3 separate regions of the Mus musculus genome follow, and all the other regions are linked to region 1. Evidence: chromatin contacts called from public Hi-C and promoter capture Hi-C data. All regions are on one chromosome and are shown on one strand. The core of a region is the stretch at or near the end of the contact, and the rest is flanking DNA. Distances in the headings are between cores, read along the strand shown.

Evidence for each region. Promoter capture Hi-C pulls out the DNA fragments that hold promoters and counts their contacts. Hi-C and Micro-C count contacts between places; a contact is called where the count stands out from the background.
Region 2: a contact with region 1 is called in a Hi-C map of embryonic stem cells, with 2.7 times the contacts expected there. The contact joins the enhancer-like site here to the promoter of Mme in region 1. A contact is called at or near these places in 12 of 39 promoter capture datasets (the 3T3-L1 cell line, 3T3-L1-derived adipocytes, cranial neural crest and 7 more), 6 of 484 Hi-C or Micro-C datasets (cerebral cortex, cortical neurons, embryonic stem cells and 1 more) and 3 of 115 datasets of contacts at active chromatin or transcription factors (embryonic stem cells and fibro-adipogenic progenitors).
Region 3: a promoter capture Hi-C map of the 3T3-L1 cell line shows a contact between it and region 1, with 5 times the contacts expected there. The contact joins the enhancer-like site here to the promoter of Mme in region 1. A contact is called at or near these places in 9 of 39 promoter capture datasets (the 3T3-L1 cell line, 3T3-L1-derived adipocytes, cranial neural crest and 4 more), 10 of 484 Hi-C or Micro-C datasets (the AML12 cell line, Sertoli cells, embryonic fibroblasts and 3 more), 2 of 115 datasets of contacts at active chromatin or transcription factors (fibro-adipogenic progenitors and intestinal villus epithelium) and 1 of 9 other capture datasets (adipose tissue).

Annotation. Positions count from the first base shown.
Region 1 is chr3:63,293,663-63,296,777 of GRCm38.p6, reverse strand. It overlaps Mme (membrane metallo endopeptidase), which reads right to left and starts at 1,567. Exons shown (of 23, transcript NM_001357335.1): 1 at 1,163-1,567.
Region 2 is chr3:62,937,123-62,940,237 of GRCm38.p6, reverse strand. No RefSeq gene overlaps it. Among named protein-coding and RNA genes, the nearest start is that of Gm40063, 72 kb to the right of the region's middle. Within about 2 kb of position 1,422, at least 5 of the 459 cell types and tissues checked have an H3K27ac peak or open chromatin away from gene starts, as enhancers often do. A contact at or near this core is called in embryonic stem cells, where this site is marked.
Region 3 is chr3:63,561,697-63,564,811 of GRCm38.p6, reverse strand. No RefSeq gene overlaps it. Among named protein-coding and RNA genes, the nearest start is that of Strit1, 79 kb to the right of the region's middle. Within about 2 kb of position 1,576, at least 25 of the 459 cell types and tissues checked have an H3K27ac peak or open chromatin away from gene starts, as enhancers often do. A contact at or near this core is called in embryonic fibroblasts, where this site is marked.

The DNA of each region.
Region 1 (3,115 bases), core at 318-2,817:
GAAAGAAGAAAAAATCCAAGGGCGTGCAGCTACACTCCCTCAGCGCCAATCTGCCGATAGCAGAGCAGCTTCCAAAAGCTGGCGCTGCAAGTCAGTTACTAGTTTTCAGTTTAATAAAATCCATGTGAGCCGCTTATGGGCATGGAATAGACTTGACCGAGAGGCTCAGAGGAATACCGGTTTATAGTTACTCTCATTTTTAAAGAGTATAAATAGATCAGGATAGGTTAAGTAAGAAAGGGTCTTTAAAAACTTCCATCTACTAAAGAACACCCCCACCCCGCGCCAGCCAACCCTTTGGCAGATTTAAGCATGAATTATATAATAGGAAGCCAAGGTTCGAAGCACGATGAAGAGGTGGGATTGTGAAAAGACATTTAGGTTAAGAAAATTTAAAACTAGGAAAGTGAGTTAATTGAGGAGAGAATCCGATAGAAACTAAAATGAAAACAAACCTTGTTTTTTAAAATAAAAACAGTGTCTGTACAGCGGAATGGCCAATTCCCAGCCCCCAAATGAACCCCGGTGCAATTTGGCAGCGCTGCTCTCGGTCACCAAACAGAACTCCTGGGCGGAGGCTGCAGGAAGCTATGAAAATGAACCTGGAGGTGACCTGACATCACTCCCAGGGTCCTCCTCCAGGTCGCCTTCTCGGCCCCTTCCCCTCCCCACATTCTCAGGTCCCAGTGGCGGCTCCCGCCCAGGACACGCCTCCTCCTCCCGCGGCGACCAGGCACCAGGAGCCCGCTGCGCGCGGGACCTCGGCCTCTGCCCTTGCTTAGCGCGTCCCGGCCCCCGCCCGCTCTGTCCTCCTGTTGCCCGTCCCACCGACTCCCGGCGCCCCGGGGACACTGGTGCCCCGCTCCCGGTGCCCGGTTGTTCGCTCTCCGGTGACTCACCAGTGGGATTGGGGAGAAGTTGGAGGCGACTGAGCAGACACATCCCGACCAATGAGCGCACCGGCCAGGGCGGCCGCAGGCAAAGTAGCCCCCAGCCCGGGCGAGCGCCCACCGCTCTGTGCGGTCCCCAGGGTGCGCCCCGGCGCCGAGCGCGCGGAGGGGGACGAAGCCAGAGTCCCGGGAGGTTCCAGGCCCCACTCGGGCTCCGGGCGGGTGAGCGCCCGGGAAGCCCGCATTCCTTGGACCCTCACCCCGAGACTCACCCCTCGCCTTAGCCGCTCTGCAGCTTACGCCTGCACTCCGTCCAGCTCCTCCACTTGCACATCTCCGCGCCCTGCGCGCCTCGCGCTCACCCCCCGCCTCGCCGCACAGGACCAGCCGCGAGAGCAGTTCCCTGGGTGACCTGAAGGTTTCCGCCAGGTCTCCCAAATCCTGTCACACCGTGTAAAGGGGCGGAGGGGGCTCCCTCTCCCAGTTCGTCCCCCACCTTGCCCTTCCCAAAAGGGCTTCGCCAGACATTCTTGGAATTGTTTAGCTTTGTGGCTTTCAAGACAACAATACACTGTCTCTCTGGGATTGTGTAGTGCTGATTGCAGGCTCTCATTCTCTAACTGACTAAGACCAGAATGCTTCTCTCTCACATACTCTTGCTCTCTCCGTTTTCCCTCGTCCTTCACTCTCCTTCCCTTCTTTTCAATGTCTTCTTTTCTTCATCCTTCCCTCCTCTCCTCCCCCCCCCCCCAGTCTATGTGTGTCTCTTTCTCTTAAACTTAAGGCATTGAATTTGTCAAAGATAGAAGTTTGTCTTTGTGCAGAGGCAAGTATTTCATGGAAATTACCTTTAGCCGCTATTGTAACCAAAGAACTCAGAAAGGCTAAACTTTTCTGCCCCGCCCCCACCCCTGCCCCAGGATTTCAATGTAGTCATTCAATGTCAAGTACATATAGAGTTGGAATACTAATCCTTCTCCTGTTTGGAATCACAAGTTTTGAACACCACACATGCTCCATAAGTGCGAGCATGCTCACAGGACTTGAACTTGAAACGATCTTTGAGCATTAAAATGCCTTACTCCTTTGCCCTAACCAACTTTATGCTTTTTTTTAATGGTTAAAGAAACACAAACAAACAAACAAACAAAAAGCTAAGACAAGAACAGGAAATGTATGTTAGTGAAATTATGAGTATCATGGAAAGACATTTCAAGACAAAGTAACTCAATTGATGTGCGTAAGTTCAACGCACACCTTCAAACGGAAGTGCCCACGCTTCTTTCTTCCTCTGTGGGTATTACAAGCACATCTTTGTCCTCATGGCTAGACTAACAGAGATGTGTGACCTCTCACTGATAAGCATAGGCAGCTTGGCAAGCACTCTGGGAAGCATCTCAAATGGAATTTGAACCCAGGTCATCTTGCCTCCGATTGTTTTGCAGAGGATCAATGCACAGAAGAGAGAGTTACTCAAATTCTCTTGGGAAGAAAGCTAGATTTTCCTCCCCAACACCGGTGTGCTTAGTTTTTATTATATTTTACTTAAATTTTCAAAACATCTAAATTTTACAATAAAACGAGTTGGGAAAATATGTGTATGTATATATAGATACAGATAGGGAGAGAGAGAGGAAGGGAGAGAGGGCACTAGTTCTCAAACTTTCCATATTCAACCACTAGCATTAAAAGTTTAATGCATTTCTGATTAGTATAGTAATGTTTGGTCAGAATATTACAAAAAAAAAATCACGTTTCAACTAGAAATAAAAATTAAGCTCATGTGTGTGGCTATAGCCTACTTAACGTTTCTCATTTGATTTGTTTTATTTTCATTAAAGTTTTAAACATATTACTCTTTTAAGGCTATCTAGCATATCCACAAGATTCAAGAATATCTCTTTCACCTAAAGGAGGTGGTTGACCTGGGGCCTTAACGCCTTAGCATGATAAGTATTTGAGCAGCCATTGAGCAATACTCTTAGCCCTGGAGAATGTTTTGATAACAACAGAAACTAGGTTACGATTATTTATTACAGCTATCAACCTTGAGCTGAAAATTGATTTTTTTCTCAATTAAAGAGTCATTAATGAAAAACCTTTTCAGACTAGTTAAGAACAATGTAATAGTTTTATTTCAGTCTCATTACAAGTCGGAGAAATTTTTATAGAGAGTCAATTCAAATATTCACTCCTGTTAAGAACATTTTGCTAGAAAAATAATT
Region 2 (3,115 bases), core at 173-2,672, 360 kb after region 1:
TCTGACAAAACTATAAATGTAACAATACCAGCAACATGCTCCAGTACATGGGAACGCCATGGCCAAAAAGTGGGAGTGGGTGGGTAGGGGAGTAGGGGGGAGGGTATGGGAGACTTTTGGGATAACATTGGAAATGTAAATGAGGAAAATACCTAATTAAAAAAAAAACAATACCAGCAACGTGTACAGATATACATTGTAAATTCAGGCATATGGTGGATGCCTTTAATTCCAGCACTTGGGAGGAGGTAGGTGGGCATCTTACTTCGAGGGCAACCTGTCCACATACAGAGTTTCAGGACAACAAGGGCTATATAGTGTGGTCCTGTTTCAAAACCAAAAACAAAGAAAGGAAACAAGCAAAATCTGCAAGGCCCCAAACAAACATGAAAAATCACCACAGAGATATGAAATGTAAAATAATAATAATACAAATAAATAAATAAATAAATAAATAAATAAAAACAATGGGAACAAAATAAAGCATCCCTAAGGTTTTGCAGACTTCCTGAGCATTGAATTAGTGATATCTGATTGACTTCAGCTTGGTTGAGTTTTCTTAATGTTAGCTTTTCCAACTAGAATCAGATAGTGAAAACATGCCGTCTGCTTCCCAGGTATCAGTTTCTGGACTGAATGATCAACCTTCAAATCATCTGTCACATTTCAGATTGTTCGGTTTGTGTTCTTTAAGTCTTTGTTCATGTTTACTTCATCATTATATGTGAAATATAAAATATAGAGTAGGGTAAAAAGAAATTAGGCTGAAGTCTTTTGTTTTGAGCAGCCCAAAGTACTCAAGGTGTCTAGAAAGGTTGGTAGCATAGAGCTCTCCCTAATCCCAATTGCCAAGAACTACAACTTCTTCCTTTTGCTGATTTACTTTTTTTCCCCCTCCTATTGAAAATAGGTGTTTCCTCCTCATGTAATGTATCCTGATTATATTATACTCTGACACTCCCAAGATCCTCTCCACCCAGCTTTCCATTTGGATCCACCTCCTTTCTATCTCTCACTAGAAAACAAACAGACTTCTAAGGGATGATAATAATATAATTAATATAATATAATATAACAAAAATATCTGAATAGAACATAACAAACAAGCAAAAGGAAAAGGGCCCAAGAAAAGGCAGAAAAAACAAATATGGATGTAGAGACACACTTATTCAAACACACAGGAATCCCATACAAACATGAAATCAGAAACCATAATATTGTCTGGTTAATTGAGTAATTATCTCTACACTCCCTTTCCTGGGAGAATTGAAAGCTGGCATTATTCTGAAGCACTTTAGTATGAGCCACTTCTAAAGCCTTGTATTTCACCATTTTCTTCTTCCATTTAAAGCTCTGAACAAAGGTTTATCAAGTTGCTTGAAGTCCCATTGTGATTCAAAGCAGCCAGTTCAATAGAGAAACCTTTCTTCACAATTTACAGTTGTGTGCAGTAGCTGTTTACATTCTTCTAAGCAAACAATAGACCCATATTGTTTAATACTGATTGGTCTGCATTGAACAAGAAAGAAAAGGCAATGCCAGCTCTATTTTGGTTCCTAGTAGGTGATTTGGAGGAGAAAAAACAAAACAACAATTGATTTTTAAATCGAATGTTTACCTTTTTCAGCATCATTATGTTACCAATTAAAATTATAAGTTAGATAATGTACAATTATATAACTCAAATAGTGATATTTTAAATTTTCTTTTGTTGATCTAAGAACAGATATTGGCTTTAGATTACTTTATGATTAAACAAATAATATCTTGAACCTGCCTGAGGAATATGGATGCCAGGGTTGCCTTCCTGCACTCTCTTTAGAACCCTTCCTCGTGTTTTCTCCTGGATTTAGAAACCTCACTTTTCCAGAGCTAAGATTACTTCAGACCCCCACTTAAACATCAAAAATGAATTGCCCAAAGACTTAATCCTTAGCACCATCCAGCTGGTCGGTCACATGACAAGGTGGAATAGTAGGAAACAGAGCTTCAAACACCCACTCAACCAAGCAGGGACAAGGTTTCCATACTAAGAAGCACTATAAAAGATGTAACTCCACATGCTCAGGTCCTATCCCAACACAAACATGAATAACTAATACAATAATCCCACAGGGAATTAGTACACCTATAGTTATGACTTCCAAGACAAATGAGTTACATGACTTCCCAGACAATAAATCAAAAGCAGCAATAATAAACAAGATTAGAAAATTCAAAGAGTTTATGGTTAGGGGTCACAATAAATACCTTACACAGACAGACAACCGACAGACAGACAGACACACACACACCAGCTGAATAAAATAACAAAAACATTTCAAGATAAGAAAAAATTCAACTATAGGTAGAAGAAAGAAAAATGAAGTAAAAATTAAAATGAAAAATTTAGAAATTCAAGGGAAAAAATTCTCAGGAAAGTTATAAGTAGATCTCATCAACCAGAAGGCTGGAGTAAGGGTAGCTCCGTGAAATAATGTGTGAATACCTTAATTATGACAGGATAAAATTAGTTTGAACCCCACTCCTGACCCCCATCTGGCCACAACATTCTCCCTCCTGGAGCCCTATGGAGATGCTGTCATGCTGAGAGACGACCTGGACCTCTGCTCTAGCTGGACCTGAAAGTTGCAAGCCTTACCTGACTCACAATCGAGCCAGGTTACAGACTGGAGGTTAGTGAAGTGTGTGTGTGTGTGTGTGTGTGTGTGTGTGTGTATGAATGAGTGCAATCCCATTTCACCATTTACTTGTTTATTGCTGTTTATGAATAAACTAGTTGTTATAACCTGACCTCCAAGTCTGAGGCTCCCTTCTCACCTCTGTCATCAATACAGATTCAGGACAGTTTCTCGACAACTAGCAACACTCAGTCAAAGAAACAGTCCCATGCCCAAATTAAATAAAGCCAAGAACAGAGCATGCCAGAATTCTAAGACACCATAAAAAGACCAAACATACAAATATAGAAAATGGAGAAGAGACCTAAGTCAAAGGCACGGGACATATTTTCAGTAAGAACAACAAATATTAAGGACCAGAAAAGACTCCCTGTGTCACATAGTAAAAACACTAAACGTTTAAAACAAAGGAAAGATATTAGAAACATTAAAAG
Region 3 (3,115 bases), core at 327-2,826, 270 kb before region 1:
TTTTCTTTTAGTATAAAATGTTCTGTAGATATCAATTAAATCCGTTTGTTTCATAACTTCTGTTAGCATCCTTGTGTCTCTGTTTAGTTTCTGTTTCCAGGATCTGTCCATTGGTGAGAGTGGGGTGTTGAAGTCTTCCACTATTATTGTGTGAGGTGCAATGTGTGCTTTGAGATTTACTAAAGTTTCTTTAATGAATGTGGCTACCCTTGTATTTGGAGCATAGATATTCAGAATTGAGAGTTCATCGTGCTAGATTTTACCTTTGATGAGTATGAGTATACCCTTCTTGTCTTTTTTGATAACTTTGGGTTGGAAGTCAATTTTATTTGATATTAGAATGGCTACTCCAGCTTGTTTCTTCAGACCATTTACTTGGAAAATTGTTTTCCAGCCTTTCACTCTGAGGTAGTGTCTGTCTTTTCCCTGAGGTGGGTTTCCTGTAAGCAGCAAAATGTTGGGTCCTGTTTGTGTAGCCAGTCTATTAGTCTATGTCTTTTCATTGGGGAATTGAGTCCATTGATGTTAAGGGAAAATAAAGAGCCCTCCCAGGTGGACATCTCTCCTCTTGTGGGGAAGGTGCCCGGATGTCTGGAGCCTGAAACGGGGTCTGTCCCAGAAGTTGTGTCTCTTCTGCCTGTCCCAGAAGTTGTGTAGCTTCTGTAGTCTGCACTCTCACCTGTGAAGACTAGTCTCTGAGGGATCCAGGACCCATGATGGCTCCCCCAGGTGCTCCAGCAGAACCCTCCCGGGTGGGGCAAACACCTCTCCTCTGGTGGGGAAGGTGCTCGGATGTCTGGAGCCCGAAACGGGGTCTGTCCCAGAAGCTATGTAGCTTCTGTAGTCCACACTCTCACCTGGGTAGACTAGTCTCTGAGCTATAAAAGTGTTTTTATTTGGGAATGGCTCCTGGGCAAGTTTACCAGTCCTTGCAGATGAGACCAAAGCAGTTGAGTGTATGCTATTGTGGGGAAGTTTTTTATGGATTGTACGTGACAGAAAATGACACATTTGCCACAAGCTGGGATTGTGCTCAAGTATGGTCACCAAGGTGGGGGTTTCAGTTGTAAGGATCTGAAAATCGCTAAAGATTCAGAAAGTATGCAAAGAAAAAGAACATTTATTCTGCACAAACACCAAGCATGTGTGGGTCAACCATTCCCCAAAATGGCAGCCCTAGACAAAGGTGCACAGGCCTTCTTATAGGGGGAAATATCTAGAAGGATTAGGTAATCTAAAATTTCTTTGGTGGGTGCTAGGGGGTCACAGGTGGTCAGTGGTCTGCACTCCTATATCTTGAACATTTCACCACAGGAGGAGATAGGGCTGCCCAGTGCAGATCGATCATTCTGAGATAAGCTGTTTCCCCATTGTTGTGGTTATCCCCAGGCTGTTCTTTGGGAGAGGGTTTTATGACCTTGTTTCTGGAATTTATGATCTGTTCCTGAAACTGGTGCCTATGGCCTTTTTCTGAGCTCAGGCCTGGTCCTTAAATGGAGACAAATGGAGTTTATGTTGTCCTTTCAGGATGACTCACAACTTCAGGGGAGGAGGTTGTGACAGCAGTCAGGAATGTGGAACTGGACTTTTGGAGCCTTTTCTTTGTTCAGAGACATTCTGAGTGGGCGGGGTTGGAGACAGAGGAAGATTGGGGGCTACCTATTAGAGACCAGAGGCTCCAACTGAACCTCTACAAGTTGGAAATTTGGTGTTTCTCTAAATGGGTTTCATGATTTCCTAGGATGACTCAAAAAACTCAGTAAAACAGTTGGTTTCTCCATCTTATTAAAAATATTACAAAAAAACCAGAGAGGACCTGGCAAGTAACAATGCACGTGAGGTATGAAATGGACCTGTCACAGACCATTTGGCCTGTCCACCTGGAGTCATGGTTCTCTGTTGCTCTAGCACATGAGTGAAAGAGACCAACTCCACTCCACCTCTCTAGAAGTCTTGGGAGTGGAGCTGAAATTTCCAGTTCTCTAATCATGTGAATGTTTCCTTGGCAACCACTCTGATACCAAAAGGGTCACTTCATTAGCATAAGCCCTGGTATATTTGACAGGGATTTACTGGGAATAACAAGTTATTCTTCCACACCAGTACCCAAGGGAGTTTAGAAGCTCTGCTAGGAACTGGACACACACACACACACACACACACACACACACACACACACACACACACAGGAGAGAGAGAGAGAGAGAGACAGAGAGAGAGACAGAGAGAGAGAGACAGAGAGAAACAGAGACAATGAGAGAGATACAGAGAGAGACACAGAGACAGAGAGAGGTTTACATTCACAACAAAATGGCTATCTTCTACCCTAGATGTCTAAATATAACCTTGCCTCTAGTGGAAGTTCTTGAAGAGTGAGGACTTTGAGGGAATGGAGGATGTAGAAATGGAACTGAGGCCAGGCAGAGCAGAATGGAGCTGACCTTACAGTTCTTTCTTTTCTGATAATCACCAGTCTTCGTGTTACATGAATACTGGGTACCTTTGAGGGTGGCAGAGCCCTTCTCTTCTGAAAGTACTAGGAAATTCCACAGACACCCAGACACCAAAGATGCCAGAGCTTGGCTTTGAGTCCTTATTTCTTAACTGAAAGAATGGAATTTACAGACCATAAAGTGAGTTTTAGAAAGCATTTGATTATAAATTCGTAGGTAGGAACTTAGGAGTGAGAGAGCAGAGCTCCTGTACACCAGCAGGAGAGGTCCCAGGAAACAAGACATATTGAATCTGCCACAATGGGCAAAGTGAAGCCACATGGTTTGATCTGTAGCAGCACTCTGTTCATGAGGAAGCTGACCAGGAGAGGAACAGGAGGCTGGAATCTGGGGTCTGTATAACCTTCAAATTCCACCTTCTAAATGACCCGTCTTCCTGTCAGGTGCAATAGCTTTCAAAATAGCACCAACACCAGGGACTAGCACTCAAAACAGCCTATGCTGACATTTCAGATTGAAATGATAATATTCTGCTCCTGTTCCCTAAAGGGTTCCAATCATCCCTTAAAGCAATGTGCATTTACTTTAACTTTAAGCATCCCCATAGTCTTGAGTTCAAATACTGCTCAAAATTCTAGACTCCAAAGTCTCTACTGAGACAC